3 separate regions of the Mus musculus genome follow, and regions 2 and 3 are each linked to region 1. The links are chromatin contacts, called in public HiChIP or PLAC-seq maps. All regions are on one chromosome and are shown on one strand. Each heading gives the region's core, a stretch centred on a gene start, on an enhancer-like site or on the middle of the called end of the contact. The rest is flanking DNA. Distances are from core to core; before and after follow the strand shown. Region 1 holds the start of Wdr95 (WD40 repeat domain 95). Region 2 has its middle 13 kb from the start of Gm20005. Region 3 overlaps Wdr95 (WD40 repeat domain 95).

Evidence for each region. HiChIP or PLAC-seq counts read pairs in DNA pulled down with a chosen protein or histone mark.
Region 2: a contact with region 1 is called in an H3K27ac HiChIP or PLAC-seq map of embryonic stem cells, with 6 read pairs. The contact joins the enhancer-like site here to the promoter of Wdr95 in region 1. A contact is called at or near these places in 7 of 39 promoter capture datasets (3T3-L1-derived adipocytes, the C10 cell line, embryonic stem cells and 3 more), 1 of 115 datasets of contacts at active chromatin or transcription factors (embryonic stem cells) and 3 of 9 other capture datasets (adipose tissue, liver and pancreatic islet).
Region 3: a CTCF HiChIP or PLAC-seq map of the NIH/3T3 cell line shows a contact between it and region 1, with 15 read pairs. The contact joins the enhancer-like site here to the promoter of Wdr95 in region 1. A contact is called at or near these places in 6 of 39 promoter capture datasets (the HPC-7 cell line, epiblast stem cells, frontonasal cranial neural crest and 3 more), 2 of 15 datasets of contacts at CTCF or cohesin (both in the NIH/3T3 cell line), 35 of 484 Hi-C or Micro-C datasets (the 3T3-L1 cell line, 3T3-L1-derived adipocytes, the C2C12 cell line and 21 more), 7 of 115 datasets of contacts at active chromatin or transcription factors (CD8 T cells, embryonic fibroblasts, embryonic stem cells and 3 more) and 3 of 9 other capture datasets (adipose tissue, liver and pancreatic islet).

What each region holds. Positions count from the first base shown.
Region 1 is chr5:149,526,368-149,531,380 of GRCm38.p6, forward strand. Wdr95 (WD40 repeat domain 95) reads left to right here and starts at 2,312. Exons shown (of 23, transcript NM_029440.3): 1 at 2,312-2,404. All of the region lies in intron 1 of Gm15997 (predicted gene 15997), which reads right to left.
Region 2 is chr5:149,651,746-149,656,758 of GRCm38.p6, forward strand. No RefSeq gene overlaps it. Among named protein-coding and RNA genes, the nearest start is that of Gm20005, 13 kb to the left of the region's middle. Within about 2 kb of position 2,511, at least 9 of the 459 cell types and tissues checked have an H3K27ac peak or open chromatin away from gene starts, as enhancers often do. A contact at or near this core is called in embryonic stem cells, where this site is marked.
Region 3 is chr5:149,610,681-149,615,693 of GRCm38.p6, forward strand. It overlaps Wdr95 (WD40 repeat domain 95), which reads left to right. Exons shown (of 23, transcript NM_029440.3): 23 at 816-1,214. The coding sequence ends at 1,053. Among named protein-coding and RNA genes, the nearest start is that of Hsph1, 23 kb to the right of the region's middle. Within about 2 kb of position 2,236, at least 72 of the 459 cell types and tissues checked have an H3K27ac peak or open chromatin away from gene starts, as enhancers often do. A contact at or near this core is called in the C2C12 cell line, the NIH/3T3 cell line, the STO cell line and 7 more, where this site is marked.

The sequences.
Region 1 (5,013 bases), core at 1,062-3,561:
GTACTTAAGGAAGGATGCTTCAAGAACATTATCCCTCAGACAGTGTTCTGGGATTTGTGACCCTGTTGAGGAACCTGATGAGAGACTGTGATTGGTTGGGGCGATCTGGTCACAGACAATGGTATCTGCTTGAGACAGAGAAGCAAGCTCCCCTCCTCCACAGCATCTCTGTTCAGTGAATGTGTTTACATCGGGCTGACTGTGGGTCATTAAGCCCCAGTGATAGGAAACTTTTAGGAGAGGAAACCATTCGTGCATACACAGGAAATAGAACTCAGTTGGCAAAATTTTCCACCCTGTGTAGATCTGAAACCACGGTCCGCAAGGTGCTTTAGGGGACCTTCCTCAACACACTGCTGTTTCCCCCAGAATGCTACGGAAGCTTTCTACTGGTGACTCAATGTTTTAAACTTTTCCTCTTGAGTCAGAGATGAACCGAAGCCCAGCGAGGCTCAGGGTGAAGAGGAAAGCTATTGTCTGGCCTTTGGCTTCCGTCATGGGGTGGGGCTTGACTGCTTAGCAACTGAACAGAAATCTGTGCCAAGGGAGGCTAAGAACCCCCTGTAAAGCTTGCCTCGGAGCTTGGCACAGCGAAACCAGATTGTTTGTTGGTTTGTTTTTTCCCCACTGCCTGCCACCCGTTCGTGATGTTACCGGTTACCGTGTGGCCCATGCCCCTCGGATGGCTCCAGATCACCTGGTTTCATTCATTCACTGTGTTTCACGGACTTTGACGTCCCAGAACGGAATGATCATCATTGTCTCTATAAAGACCTCAAACCAAGATACGATTTAGTGAGAAAGGGGACACAGCTGAGAGAGACCATGTCTGAAAACTAGGACTTGTATACATCCTCCATTAAATCTAAATTAAAATTAAGGTAGATTTTTTTTCCATCCATCTTGGGCATTTCCAAACTGACTTAGAGGTCTGGGGTGTACCTCAGTGGTAGAGTGCTTACCTAACATTTATAAGGTCCTGGGTTCAGCGTCAGAATTCTGTCTAAACTCCACCCCACAGTTACCTGGCAACAGGCAGGTAGGCCTGACCCACTATAAAAGGGGCTGCTTGCCCACTCCTCTCCCTCTTGTTCTCTTGCTCTCTTGTTCCCACTCTGTCCCCTCGCCTCTTCCCCGCCCCCCTCCACGTGCTCATGGCTGGCCTCTACTCCTCTACTTCTCTACTCTCCCTCTCTCTGCCTTTCTCTGCCTCCACTGCCCTCTTAACTCCCCTCCCCATGCCCTGAATAAACTCTATTCTATACTATACTATACTATACTATACTATACTATACTATACTATACCTGTGGCTGGTCCCTCATGGGGAAGGGATGCCTCGGCATGGGCCCGCTGAGACATTCCCTTCTCCCACACCTCACCACACCTCATAGCACATATCTCCTATTTATTTATTTATTTATTTATTTATTTATTTATTTATTTATTTTAAACACATCATTCAGGACTGAAGGAAGAAAGACAAAACTCATGGAAATGATTTTAAGTGATTCTTAATAATTCATATTTAAAATTACAACATTTCTGCTTCTTAGACTTCAACTACAGTTTCATCTGGTACTAAGGTCACCTGCCCAGAGACCTGGTGTGAAGCGAAGCGGTAGGCAAGACAGAGAAGCCCTGTTCTGAGCTGGCTGTCCTCCCGCTTAAGGAGCAGCTGTCTTAGTGGCCTCCCAAGCACCAACGCCAGGGCACCCGCGCCAGCTGCCACACTGGAGCTGCCGGAGTTCCACACCAGTAGAGTTTTATGTAAGGGCTTCAAAGCTACAGCAGCCACCGCAGTAGCTCTGACCTGGCCTTTCATGTCTCAGTCCAGACAAACGCGTGATTGAAGAAAGGATTCATCCAAGCCCGTGTCACATTGGCCATCTGGAAACCCGCCAGCCGCTCATTTAGCAAATTACTTTGTTTAAAGGCAGCTCTGTGTTCCAGCGTTTGTGCTACCAGGATGGGTCTCATAATTCCTCCGCCTTGGTTTATCCGCTCGGCTCCTCTCGATCTGCCTAGCAACTTAAAAGACTGTTAATGCGTGACAAGGCACTTGACCCGCATGATTTTCGAGCGGAGGGAGAGCATTCGTCTTGTGCTGGCTTGTCCTCTCCTCCAAAGCAAGGGCACGACGCCCCGCGCTCTCTGTCTTAATGAAGCCTGCCTTTATTAAGAAGCCCATTAAGCTCCACAGGGCCCAGCCATCCAGCACTGTAAATATTACCCCATAGAAATTCACATAGGGCCCTGGCGCGGGGTGGGGGATGGGGAGTACGGTAAGCGCTCACCCATTCTGCCAGTCTGGAGGAGACCTCAGCTCTCTGTTGATGGAAGGCTGTTGCTGTTTGACAGGCTGATGCCTCTTTGTTTGGAAAGATGAGTTAGAATCGTTAGCAGGTAATGTCACAAGGCCCCTGGGGTGGTTTGAATAAAAGAGTTGGAAGCAACCTGACTACAGAATAGCAATGAGTTCTCAGGTGTCTGATCTGGATTTTCTTCTTCCAAAAGAGGAAAGAAAGAGGAAAAAGGAGCCCACAGAGGCTGAGATGGTTTCTTATCAGGATGTTGCGGGTCACTTTGTCCTGATATGGTTTATCATCTGTCATTGACCAGGGCAAATGATCTTGGTGACTGTTGTTTCCATAAATTGCTCATCTGGGGTCGTGGTATTCTTAAGTCTGGAAGCTAGAAGCTCAAATCAGTGAGTGGATCAAAGACATATCGTGTGTTCAGTATCTAGCTAGGCCCTTTAAGGGGGCGGGGGGGGGGGGAGGATCACACAATAAATGTGCTTTGGGAAGTTTTTTTTTTTTTTTTTAAAGTGTGTCTATTTAGTGACTAGTAAAGACTCGGACTGGGTGTCAAATGTTGATGTGATTTGGGCCAAGGTTGCCTTAGTCCTCTCTTGGAATTATTTTTAGAGGTAACTGAATTAGTGATGACATATAGTAAGAACTCAACCGTGCTACTTGATATGTTTTGTAAAGCGCGGTATGCTTCACTGGGAGGGGGTGTCTTAGTGGGTGCCCCCTGTCCCCAGGTACCAGTCATACAACACGGGTCTAGTATAAAATGTTCACTTGAGGCATGGGAAGGGGGTTGAGAAAGGAGTTGAAGTAGAGAAAAAGAAGGGACAGAAAAAGATGGGGAGAGGGAGGGTGGGGGGGTCAGAGAAAGAGAGAGAGAGAGAAAGGGGTCAGAGAGAGTGAAGAGAGGCCAAACAGTTCTTTTTATAGCAACCCAGGCTCCCACCTGGCTGTTGCTAGGTAACTAACTGTTGGGAGGAACCTAGAAGGAATGCTAACGTGCTAACACTAATAACACCAGGTATGGGATAGCTATCCTCGGTATTGGCACCGCTAAAGTAGTCACTGGACTGGATCGAGGGAAGAGAGCTTTATGAGCCAACTCCATACATGTACCAACTCCAGGTAGGGAGAGGGCGGCCTGTGAATGGCACTGCATAAACCGGGCACAGCCTTGGTGGGCAGGGAAAGAAGTGGGTAGGTAGCTAGGTGGACTGGAAGGAAGCTCGAGTTCAGAGCACAGGAGTGGAGATGATGAACGAATGAGGGGCTGTGTTGGTGGAGGCTTGAAGGCTAAGGGGTCTCAACATGATCTAGCTGGTAACAAGCTGCCATCTTGCTTTCTTGCAGGAGAGCCGCAGAGAGCTCTGGGTCGGTAAGGGAGAAGATGGAAGCTAAGAGGCGGGGGGAGGGGGGGGGTGGTGGTCCAAGGCCAGTCATCACCCCAGGTCAGATGGACGAGACGTTCCGTGGAGGCAGCCAGAGGATGCATGGGAGGGAATGAAGCTGTAATCCCCTTCCAGAGGAGCCAGGCCTGAACTGACACCCATACACACACCAGGTGGAAAGGAGAAGGGAAGGAGAAGGGAGCCTTTGGGGACCACCCAGGCGGTTGCTCCGCCCACCATGTTCCAAGCATAGGTCGCTAGGACCCCAGGAGACTGACACGCCTTTGGAAGCCGATGAAGCCGTGGAGCTTTCTGGATAGCTGCGAGTGTTCAGAGTGAAGTGAAGGGCAAACGCAGGGGTCCATTGGAAGGCGCAAGTCCCAGGGGCCCATGGGAGCCACACAGGTGTAAACACACCAGTGGTTTAGGGAAGACAGCTCCATGGTTTTAAAAAAAACATCCTTCAAGGACCCAGAGTGTTGAACTGAAAGGACTCAGTGTTACAGTGAAGCTGCAAACCCCTGAGACCCCAACTCTAAGACAAGAGAGGAACTAAGAGAAGCGAGGCACCTGAGCAACCAACGGGGCCAAGAGGTGCTGAAGTGAGAAGGGGTTGATCGCTAGCTGAGGGATGCAGTCACTGAGAAGATGCCATTCAGGAGCACGAGAAGTGAAGCCATCTTGAGAAGAGTTGGGGTGGGGGTGGGGGGAGGGGGAGGGGAGAGAAGCCAGGTGGCAGGGCTCTAGGGAGGGGTGCACAAGGAGACAGCAGGGCCTTGCTGTTGATTTGGAAGTCCAGGGAGGAGAGAAGGTGGAGATTCCTATATAGAGAGTGAGTATCTCCATGCCATTATAATAGCATAAAGAGGAGGTGAGAGACCCACAAATGCTGACAAAATGCCATTAATAGATTATGCTCTGAAATGGTCTTACATATGAAATGGGCTTTCAGGGGTATATCGTGCATTTAACTGGGGCTGGCTTTCAGCTTCAGAGGTCTAGTCTGTTAGCATCACAGCAGGAAGCAAGGCAGTGTGCAGGCAGACATGGTGCTGGAGAAGGAGCTGAGAGTTCTACATCTTGATCTGAAGGCCATCAGGAGACTGTCTTCCGTGGGCAGCCAAGAGAAGGCTCTGGATCATGGTGACCAGACTTGATCATGTATATGAGACCCCAAAGCCCCACCTCCGCAGTGACACATTTCCTCTGACAAGGCCACACCTCCTCCAACAAGGCCATACCTCCTAATAGTGCCATTTCCCATGGGCCAAGCATATTCAAACCACCACAGTGGTTTATCAAGAAAATAACA
Region 2 (5,013 bases), core at 1,261-3,760, 130 kb after region 1:
CCAGGTACTTAGTGTCATCTAAGGCCAGTGAAGGCCCAAAAGGCCCCACCGTAAGATGTTTTATTTGCCCATGAGCAAAGCACCAAGCCATTGGAGGGTCTTGAGCAGAAATGTGACATGACATGTTTCTCAAAGGCTCCGATGCTGCAGAAAGTTCTTCTCTTGGTTTTTGTCTTTTCTTTTGTTTTGAGACAGGGTCTCTCCATGTATAGATGATTGGGACCTGGAACTCACTATGTAGACCAGGCTGGCCTGAAGAGCTTGGCCCGCCTCTGCCTCTCATGCCTGTGTCGGCCATCATGTCTGGCTTGCATAAATAAAGTCTTGAGGAGTATTGGCTCATAAAAACATAGTTTTTAGCCGGGCGTGGTGGCGCACGCCTTTAATCCCAGCACTCGGGAGGCAGAGGCAGGCGGATTTCTGAGTTCGAGGCCAGCCTGGTCTACAAAGTGAGCTCCAGGACAGCCAGGGCTATACAGAGAAACCCTGTCTCGAAAAACCAACCCCCCCCCCCAAAAAAAAAACATAGTTTTTGAGGGCTAGGAAGGTGGTTCATTCAGTTGAGGGCTTGCTGTGCAAGCATGGGGACTTAAGTTCAAATACCCAGCACCCACATAAAAACTAGGCATAGTGGCACATGTCTGCGGTCTGAGCACTGGGCAGGTAGAAGCAGCAGGATCCCTGGGGCTTGCTGGAGATGAAGACCACCCACGTCAATGAGCTTTACACTCTGTGAGAGATCTTGTCTCAAAAGATGAGTCAGGGAACAATGGCAGAAGACATCTGCTGCTTACCTCTGGCCTCCACACAATACCTACACACATACTTTATCTTAGTTACTGTTCTAAGACACCAGGACCAAGGCTACTTATAAAAGAAAGAGTCTGTTGAGGGCCTATAGTTTCAGAGCGTTAGAGTCCGTGACCATCACGGCAGGGAGCATGGTGGCCAGCAGAAGAGCTTATATTCAGATCCAGAAGCAGGAGGCAGGGCTCCTTGGGAGGGGTGTGTGTGGAGAGAGAATCTAACTAAGAATGATGTGGGCTTTGAGAGCCTGCCCCAGTTACATGCTTCCTGTAACCAGGGCACACCTCCTAATCTTTCCCCAATGTTTCCACCGACTGAGGATCAAGTATTCAAAAATATGAATCTGTTGGGGCCATTCTCATTCAAACCAACATACACACACACACACACACACACACACACACACACACACACACACTTAATGAGCCACAAGTGTGAATCATGCATATCACTCAAATTTTTTTTCTAAGGCTGGGTGTGATGGCACACACCTCTAAACTTTCACTCAGGAAGCAGAGGCTGGTAGATCTCTGTGTGTCCAAGTCCAGCCGTGTCTACAGAGTGAGTTCAGGCCAGCCAAGGGTACATGGAGAAACCCTGTGTCAAACAATGCAACAACATATAAAGCATCTTCACCAAGGCCCCTGCAAAGCCCAATTTATATTAGTTAAAGGAAAAAATAAATGTGAGAATAAGTATATTTGCGCTAACTTAATACATCTAAGTTGTTAACAGCTCAAAGCAATATAGGTTTTTCTAGTGAGAGTTTGTGTATCATTCTGAAGACATGATGTCATTGTGAAAGACCCACAACATGAGGACTCCCCCACGTTCTGACTCAGGAGAGGCGACACCCCAAATCACTCACGAGAAACGGTCTTGCTGCAAACTGCAAGAGGACTTTTAATTCAAGAGGGCTCTTGGGGCCACGGTTATACACCACGCAGGGGTAGAGGACCGTGGCACCCTGAGTAGCTGGGTAAGGGGGTATTTAAAAGAAGATGCCATAACTCAAGGAGGTGGGAAGGGCGTTGTTGGAAAATGCCAAAGATACCAGTTAAGAGTCACAAGGAAGTGCAAAGTCACAAAAGTCACAAGGAATACCTGGTAATTGTGCAGGTTATCTCTCAAGACAGTTTCTAATAGCCCCTAACAATAGCACATTTGCATAGTGGGTTCCAGCAATGGTCAGGGTGGGTCAGGGTGACTTTCTTTGAATGAACACTCTTTGAACCCAGGAAGTGGGTGGGTGGAGGAATGTCCCTATCTGTTTTATGATTAGCATAACTTGGAGCATTGAGTCACAAAGGTCACCTTCTCAAGCCTGGGCCTAAAGGCCTAGAATTTTGTTTTTACGTTATTCTTTTTCATTTGAAACCTGTGCATTCTTGTGGAGCATCCTAAGCGTCTTGGGTGTCTTACGTACAGCACAGGTCCACACTCACACTATGGGGGCCAGGCTGGAGGTCATCAGAAAGAATGTTCACAGAAGCATTTGAAATGACACAGAGAGGCAAGGCGAGGGGCGGAGGCAGTGTGGGTAGTTGCTGGCCCAGAATCACCCCAGATGCCAGGAGGGCAGAACCCTTAACAGCCTCCACAGGACAGCTTCCTGGAAGGAAATACTCCCGGTGTGGGCCGTCTGCTGTTTTAGCTAGTGCTTAAAACCGTCCTCATTACATCTCTGCCCTAAGCCAAGAAAGATCGCCCAGGATGCAGGTGCCTTTCTAAGCATCCTCCAGGTTTCTCCAGCGCTAAGGAGCAACCTCAGACCCAGGGGCCTCTCAACATTGGGGAGACAAGACCAGCACCCTGGAGATTCCCAAGGCACTTCGGAGGTTAACTAAGCACCCGGAAGCCTTCTCCACCTCTCCATCCCAGATTCTTACGAAAAATGTGGCTTCCCTTATCAGCACTCTGGCACACAGCATCCTCAGCATCCTTCAGTGTGGGCCTGAGGGAGCCCTATCTGCCCCTGGAAGTCAGTCTTCTGTCTGTTCTTGGCTTGGTAATGCAATAGGTTTGGCCAATAGAAACAGTCAACAGTCTTTCTCCTTTGTCTTCCATGAATCCCAAAAGCCCTTTCTTGTGGTTTAGTCTACTGCTATGTATTGTAATGCTAAATTAATGGCTTCTCACTTTTACAAGCTTTTGTTGTGCAAACCTTGTTCCTTGATTTAAAACTATTGGTTAAATAAAATTGACTATAGCCAAATCACTGGAGGGATTAGAGGTAGGTGGGCTAGGAGTGACCAGGTTGGAGGAGAGACAGGAAGGAAGAAGGAAGAGGAGGAGGAAGAAGAGGAAGGGGAGGAGGGAGAGGAGGAAGGAGGAAAAAGAGGAGAAAGGAAGAGGAGAAGGAGAAAGAGGAGGAGAAGAAGGAGAAGAGAAGCCATTATGAGGGGAGATGGACCATGAGCACACGGCCAGGAGAAACAGCAAGCATCTGGTGTACCCCACTGGGAAGGTAGCTAAGCCTGCAGTTAGAAGAGTAGGTTAGGGGTGATCCCCAGCAGTTGTCAAAGCCAAATAAAATAACCATAGTCTGAGTTTCTTTTCTTTTTCTTTGTAAGCTAGTCGGGAATAAGTTTAAATTCTTAATGCTACAGCCCTTTAAACGAATGCCCCTTAAACGAGTGGGACTCTAAGGCCTTAGACATTTCTGCTTTCATAGCTCCCTCCACTACACAAATAATAACAGTAAATATAAAAGCACGGACACATCTCCGCAGGTGCGTACTGTGTTGGCAAAATGATGAATATACTAATAACACTTAAGTATTTTCCTCAACGAAGTTTCCTCTGATTTTAAGGGGATATAAAAGCAATGACATAAGCCCCTAAAAAGTACTGTGAGCCCCAAACATTGTTGGGTGTAATGGGGAATTTGGCTCTCACCCCACCACATAATTATACTATTTACCCTCTCTGGGTTCTCTCTCTCCAGTAATCAGCAAGATGGCCTCTCAATGCCTTTATGACTTAGTTATGTCTCCACAGGCCTCTAAGAAATGACATTCATTATAATACTAAATGTCATACTCTACGGTAGGCTGCGTGTCACCAGCAATGTCTTTCAAAGCCCAACTAAGTGGGTCTGGCAAGTTTACACAGAGGATAGCAGGTGTGGTGGTTTGGATGAGACATGCCCTCCAGATGCTCCGGTACTTGGATGTTTTGTCTCCAGCCGGCAATGCTGTTTGGGAAGTGGCCCTGCCGAAGGAATTATGTCGCTGGCAATGGGCTTTAAGTATTTATAGCTTTGCCCCACTTCCATTTCTCGCGATACTTCGTGCTTGTAGCTGAAGGTGCTCTCTCAGTTTCCTTTCCCAGCTGCCTGTCTCTCCAGTAATTATGAAGCCTCCCTTGGAAATCAAACCCAGAGAACACTTCTTCCCACATGTTTCCTTGGCCGCGGTATTCTATCACAGCAATAGAAAAGTAACTACTTTGCATTAATATATAAAACTCTAATAACTGTGGATACTTTCATGAGTTTGTTTCCTTTTCCCCCTGTGTGTAACACACACAGTCTGGGCAGAGCAGTGCCAGGTGTCTGGTAGATTCTGCATCCTTTAATTCCTTAGATGCCTGCTCCTTCCCTTTACCTAACTCTTTGAAAACCTATGGACTTTGGAAAACTTTACTGTAAATTGGTGAACTTAGGAGAGTGCTTCCTTTTAAGTTTGTGCATAACCGTGTGACCTGCTTTCAACAGGAAAGAACGAGAGTGGACTTGTCCTGCGTTACCTCATGGTGAAAGTCTTAGAGGCAGTGCATACACCCTTTGCTGTACTCTTTCCCGTTTGTGGGTCCATGAGGTTACTGGGGTATAGATAGGAACCTCTGTCTACGAGGATGTCAGAACAGCACCTCCTGTTGGCTTGGAGGGACAATTATAGTGAGCAAAATGGGCTTGCTTGCTTGGTCCCTGTCCCTCCCCATCCCCCTGCTTTTCTCCTTGCTTCATCTTCATCTTCATCTTCCTTCCTTCCTTCCTTCCTTCCTTCCTTCCTTCCTTCCTTCCTCCCTCCCTCCCTCCCTCCCTCCCTTCCTCCCTCCCATCCTCCCTCCCTCCCTTCTTTCCTTTCCACATTTTAATTGTGATCTGATAAAGGGGCCTTACCTACTGGGACATGTGCACCTTGCGTTTCTCCAGATTCAGCCACCTCCCTTGTTTTCCTTTCCTAAGTGCTTGGAGGTCAA
Region 3 (5,013 bases), core at 986-3,485, 84 kb after region 1:
AAATAAAGAACTCCGCCAGGCGTGGTGGCGCACACCTTTAATCCCAGCATTCGGGAGGCAGAGGCAGGCAGATTTCTGAGTTCGAGGCCAGCCTGGTCTACAAAGTGAGTGCCAGGATAGCCAGGGCTACACAGAGAAACCCTGTCTCAAAAAACAAAAAACAAAACAAAACAAAACAAAAGAACGGGGGAGGGGGATGACCAAAAGGGTGACTCTAGTTAAGAGCACTTGTAGCTTTGTTGGAGGACTCAGGTTCAGTTCCCAGCACCCACATGGCAACTCAAAACCATCTGTAATCAAGTTCCAGTGGGTCTTTTGGTCTCCCCAGGCATTGCACACACACACACACACACACACACACACACACACACACACACACACACAGGCTTGTGCGCAGTGCACAGACACTCATGCAAGCAAAACACCCATACATATGAGATAAAACCATTTTTAAAAATTAGAAGGTGCAGAGGTAAGACTATGGAAGAACAAAGCCCTTGAGGAAGAGCGAAGAGGGTCCGTTCGTGCTGGCTTTGGTTCAGTGTGGCTGAAGTGGTGGTGGGTTGCGGGAGCCATTGGGAGAAGAAATGAATTGTTAACAGGTGGGAGCAGTTGGCTTTCCAAGGTACCTAGAAATGACCAGAATTGGTGAGAGAGAGAGAGTTCAGGGATAGGGATAACACAGACATATGAATTCAGAAGGCATGCTGGGGTGCTCAGCATGGGGGGGGGGGATCTTGTAGCTGCCAGCCTTCAGATACCAGAAGAATCCTTACACTTGTTCTCCCCCCACCCCTGCCCTTCACCCCCCACAGACTACTGTCAGCTCGAAGAAAGCCTCGCTGGAAGATGCCTGAGCTCAGATGGCCCAGCATTTACCAGGCCCTCCGGTGCCACGAGCTTGCCTTTGTGTCTGCTCTCGGGGAGAAGCCAGATCTGTCTGTTCCTGGCTCTGACTTGTTCCCGGTTGGTTTCTGCAGCCAGGAGACAGAAGCAGCGCTACCAGAAAGGAAGAAACTCTCACCCTGGAGCGGTTTCTTGCCCGAGTGCTAAGGACCTTGACCTCCTTGCTTGGCCAGTTCTTTCCTGTGTCATGGAAAGGTTTGGCTGAGCTTAAGGCTTTGACCCCTGAGGCGTAGAAAAGAGCAAGATGAGAAATGATCTCAGCCCATGTGGGCTCATCCTGAAGCAATTAGAGTTGAAATTTCAGAGAACAAATCAGATTCTCGCTGTTCTTTCTGGAATGTCAATGTCTCACTGGATGGAGAGAACCCAGAGCAGGTGGCCGCGGCGAGTGGCCCCCAAACAGCTCCTCCAACGGGCCACCCACCACTTAGGGCATCTGTCTGGGGTAGGCTGAGGACGGGGAAAATCAGGGAGGCTGCTGGAAACAGGGAGGCCTGCTTTCAGACAGATGGAGTTTCTCATCAATTCCTAACAATCCCTTGGGAATAGACACTGTCTGCAGCCATCTTACCAACAAGGAAACTGGGGCTTCCAGATGGTCATCCACCTGTTGTAGGAGCTAGAGATCAAGAGGGGAGTGGCCTTTTCTCAACCCCTGGACTCAGGAGAGGCTAAGTGTGGCTACTAGGTCAGTACCTATGTGATCAGTTCAGAGCACGCAGCCTGGTGGCATAGACATGCACGACTCTGTGATGTAGTGTGATAACCAAGAGGGAGCAAGGAGGTTTGTGTGTGTGGTGGATGTCCCTGGGGAAGGAGATCCTGAGGGGGAGTGATGGGCAGGTCAAAGATCAAAGGGAATGGTGACTACATTGTCCCCTAAACCCTGATGGTGACTATGTTGTCCTCAACCCCTCCCCCTGCCCGCTTCCTGGGCTGCCAGTGAAAGTATGTTCCTGATCTTGAGATAGATTACTGTGCATTTTTCTGGTGTCCTTATAAGAGACATATGGGGATAAGGGGAGAAGAGAGAGAAAGAAAAGGAGGGAGAGTGGGGGGAAGAAGGGGGAGGAGGAAGTAAGCCAGGTAGCTCCCAGAGGGTGGAAGAGGCAGCAGGATGCCCCTAGACACCACAGGAGCACAGTTCTGCCCTCATCTTGCTTCCACACTTCTGCTCTCCAGAGCTGTGAGAGAATAAATGTGTGTTTGAAGGCAGCCTCTGTGCACCAGCTGCAGGCCCAGAAAACTAACGCAGGCAGGCACCATGTTTTCCAGAGGAACGCAGATCTCCCCGGGGCATACGGAGCTCCGGCAGTGGTGAATCACTGTTTTGCTCCCTTATGCTGTTCATATTTCATGCGTATGTCAGGCTCCTGGTAAACTCCAGGGACTCAAACGGAACTAGGACTCTGCTCGTGTTTTCAAAGAGCACGCAGCCTGGTGGCATAGAGATGCACGTCTCTGTGATGTAGTGTGATAACCAAGAGGGAGCAAGGAGGTTTGTGTGTGTGGTGGATGTCCCTGGGGAAGGAGATCCTGTGTGTGTGTGGGGGGGTGATGGGCAGGTAAAAGCTGCCCTACCATAATCCCCATCACTTCTGGGTCGTCTCTGTGTGGAACTATGTATCCAAGCACAGAGAGAGTGTGAGAGAGCGAAAGAGAGAGACAGACAGACAGACAGACAGACACACACACACACACACAGAGAGAGAGAGAGAGAGAGAGAGAGAGAGAGAGAGAGAGAGAGAGTATGAATGTACATTTGAAGTAGGAGAGCAAGTGTTCACAGGCAAGGCTACCAGGTCAAAGAATAGATTTTGGGAGCACCCTGGCCTCTCCTACCGCAAAGCTCTACCCCACCTCCCCTGCTGCCCTGGTTTCTTTTAAGAGAAGAGGCTAGGTCCCATTGTCCTACAGTTGGTCTGGAAAACCCTGGGCTGGCCGAAGAGGACTCTGAAAGTAGAGAATGAGGAGCCTTGGTTAAATCAGGGCCTTGCTTGCATCCTCCTGTCCTATGATTCCCGATAGGCTCTGTCTCCCTTCTAGTTTCCTGGTCAATCCTTTGCTTTCTTCTACTACCCTCAGTACTAGCCTCCTGAAGGTGTCTGCGTGGGGCTTCTCTACTAGTCATTCAACAAACACCGTCTACCAAAATGAAGAAGGTCGTGGCACGTTCCTCTGCTTGGGAGAAGGAAGCTGGATGCTGAGCGGAGGCAGGTGTAACCCAAGTTCCACTTGGGTTCGTGTGGAACACACCTGAGCATTCACACCTGCTGCCAGCTTGGTCTGCTGCAGCTTGGCCTTCTGAGCAGCACACCCAGAGCCCTGCCACCTTGAATTACATGGGCACCGTTCCTCCTACAGTCCACCCTTTGGGAGCAAGTGTGGTAGCTGGGTTTTCCAGGACAGAGTAAGCAGCACCTCCTCCCTGAGGACCAGGGCTTAAACTGATACAGAGAAATCCCAGGCAGCTAGGAATTGTGGGAAGCTTGACCAGCACACAGTCGCTGCTGTTCAGAGTGTATCAGCTCAGGAGTGCAAAGCAGACAAGTTTTGCTGTCTACACACAGATCACTGTGCATCTAAGAGAAGGTACCACACGTTTTATTCTTGTGACTGGTAAGCCCAGAAATCATGTGATCTTACATAAATCATGTGATCTTACATATGGACCATCCAATAAGGACAAATAGGACTTTAGTCTTTAGGTTGCCCCAGTAGCTTTAATGGTCAGGTAGCCAAATGCTTTCCGTCTACACAATGTCTGCCTTCTTCAGTGGGCTACATTTAATTCTTTAGTGGATCTAAAGTGAATGGTCTCTTTTAAAGCTCCTCTCGGGATTAAACACATCTGTGGGGATTGTCCAAAATTTCTCAAACAAGACTTGGATCACAAAATGGGCTGATGAGGGTAACCGTAGTCAGTCTGTGATCTTCATTTGTGAAATAGTTGTAAATGACATTTTGTGAGGATGGAACCTGAGGAAAAGATTGTGTCAGAGCGTTTTCCTGGGCGTGGTGGGAGCTGGGTCAGGATGAGAAGGCCCCGTGACAAGTGTTTGGGGAGATGTGTGTTGAGCCAGAGAGGAAGTGGCCACAAGTTCACTGCATTGCTTTCTGCCTATATAAACCAAACAAGAGATAGAGCATCACAGGTTACTCACGGAATGGATATTTAGAGTTTTATGTCAAGCCACAAACAACAAACAGGAAAACCAGAGGTCATAGTAAAGTAGCCACACAGGCTTCGCTAAAACCACAGGGATCACCGTCACCACCATGACCCCAAGTGTAGGCCCTGCACCCTTGGCTCACTCAGCCTTGCCCAGGTCACCCAACTCTGACTCTATCAAGCCTGGCCTGGCTTCACGCTTGTCTGGCTCTAGATGCCTGTCCTGTAATTGTCACCCCTGAGCCCAAGCATGAGTTTCCAAGTACATTTTGTAGCTCTTACTTTGCCTTTGGAATCTCTCTTCCTTTGAGTGTGCCCTTGCTTGTCACCACTACTCTCAACCAAGTCAGGGAAATGCGCAGCTTAGTAGACCCTCAGCTCTCAGCACATCTTTGGGACCAGAAAGAACAGCCTGGTGCTTCCAGGCTGCAAAATCGATTCCTTTGACAGTGTTGGCAATGCTGGCGTACTGGAGACACTAGGGAGGGACAAGCTGTTATCAGACCCCACTGAGTGCTCACTGTGCAAGCTCATATACACTGCACTGGTCACTTTAGTAAGCCCCAGCAATCACGTGGAGGCAGGTGCTGATTTTACAGGGGAACTGGCTGAGGGTAGGTCGTGTGGACCATGGAAAACCACCAGGATCTCAATGAAGGCATATGAGTTATCGAGCAAGCATTTGGTGATCTTATCTGATCTTCCTCCGTCCTCACTCAGCTGAGCCCCTTTCTGTACTTTCCTGTATTTTACTGATCATGAAAACAAGCGCACTGGAAATGGCGTTGCTTTGACAAGACTCTTAGACATGCCAAGTCCTTCTAGAACTAGACAGGACCTATGGGCCGAGGAGACGGCTCAGTGACTAAGATCCCTTGCAGAGGATCAGAGTGCAGTGGTTGCCAGCCCCGACATGTCTCAGCCCCAAGTCCCGG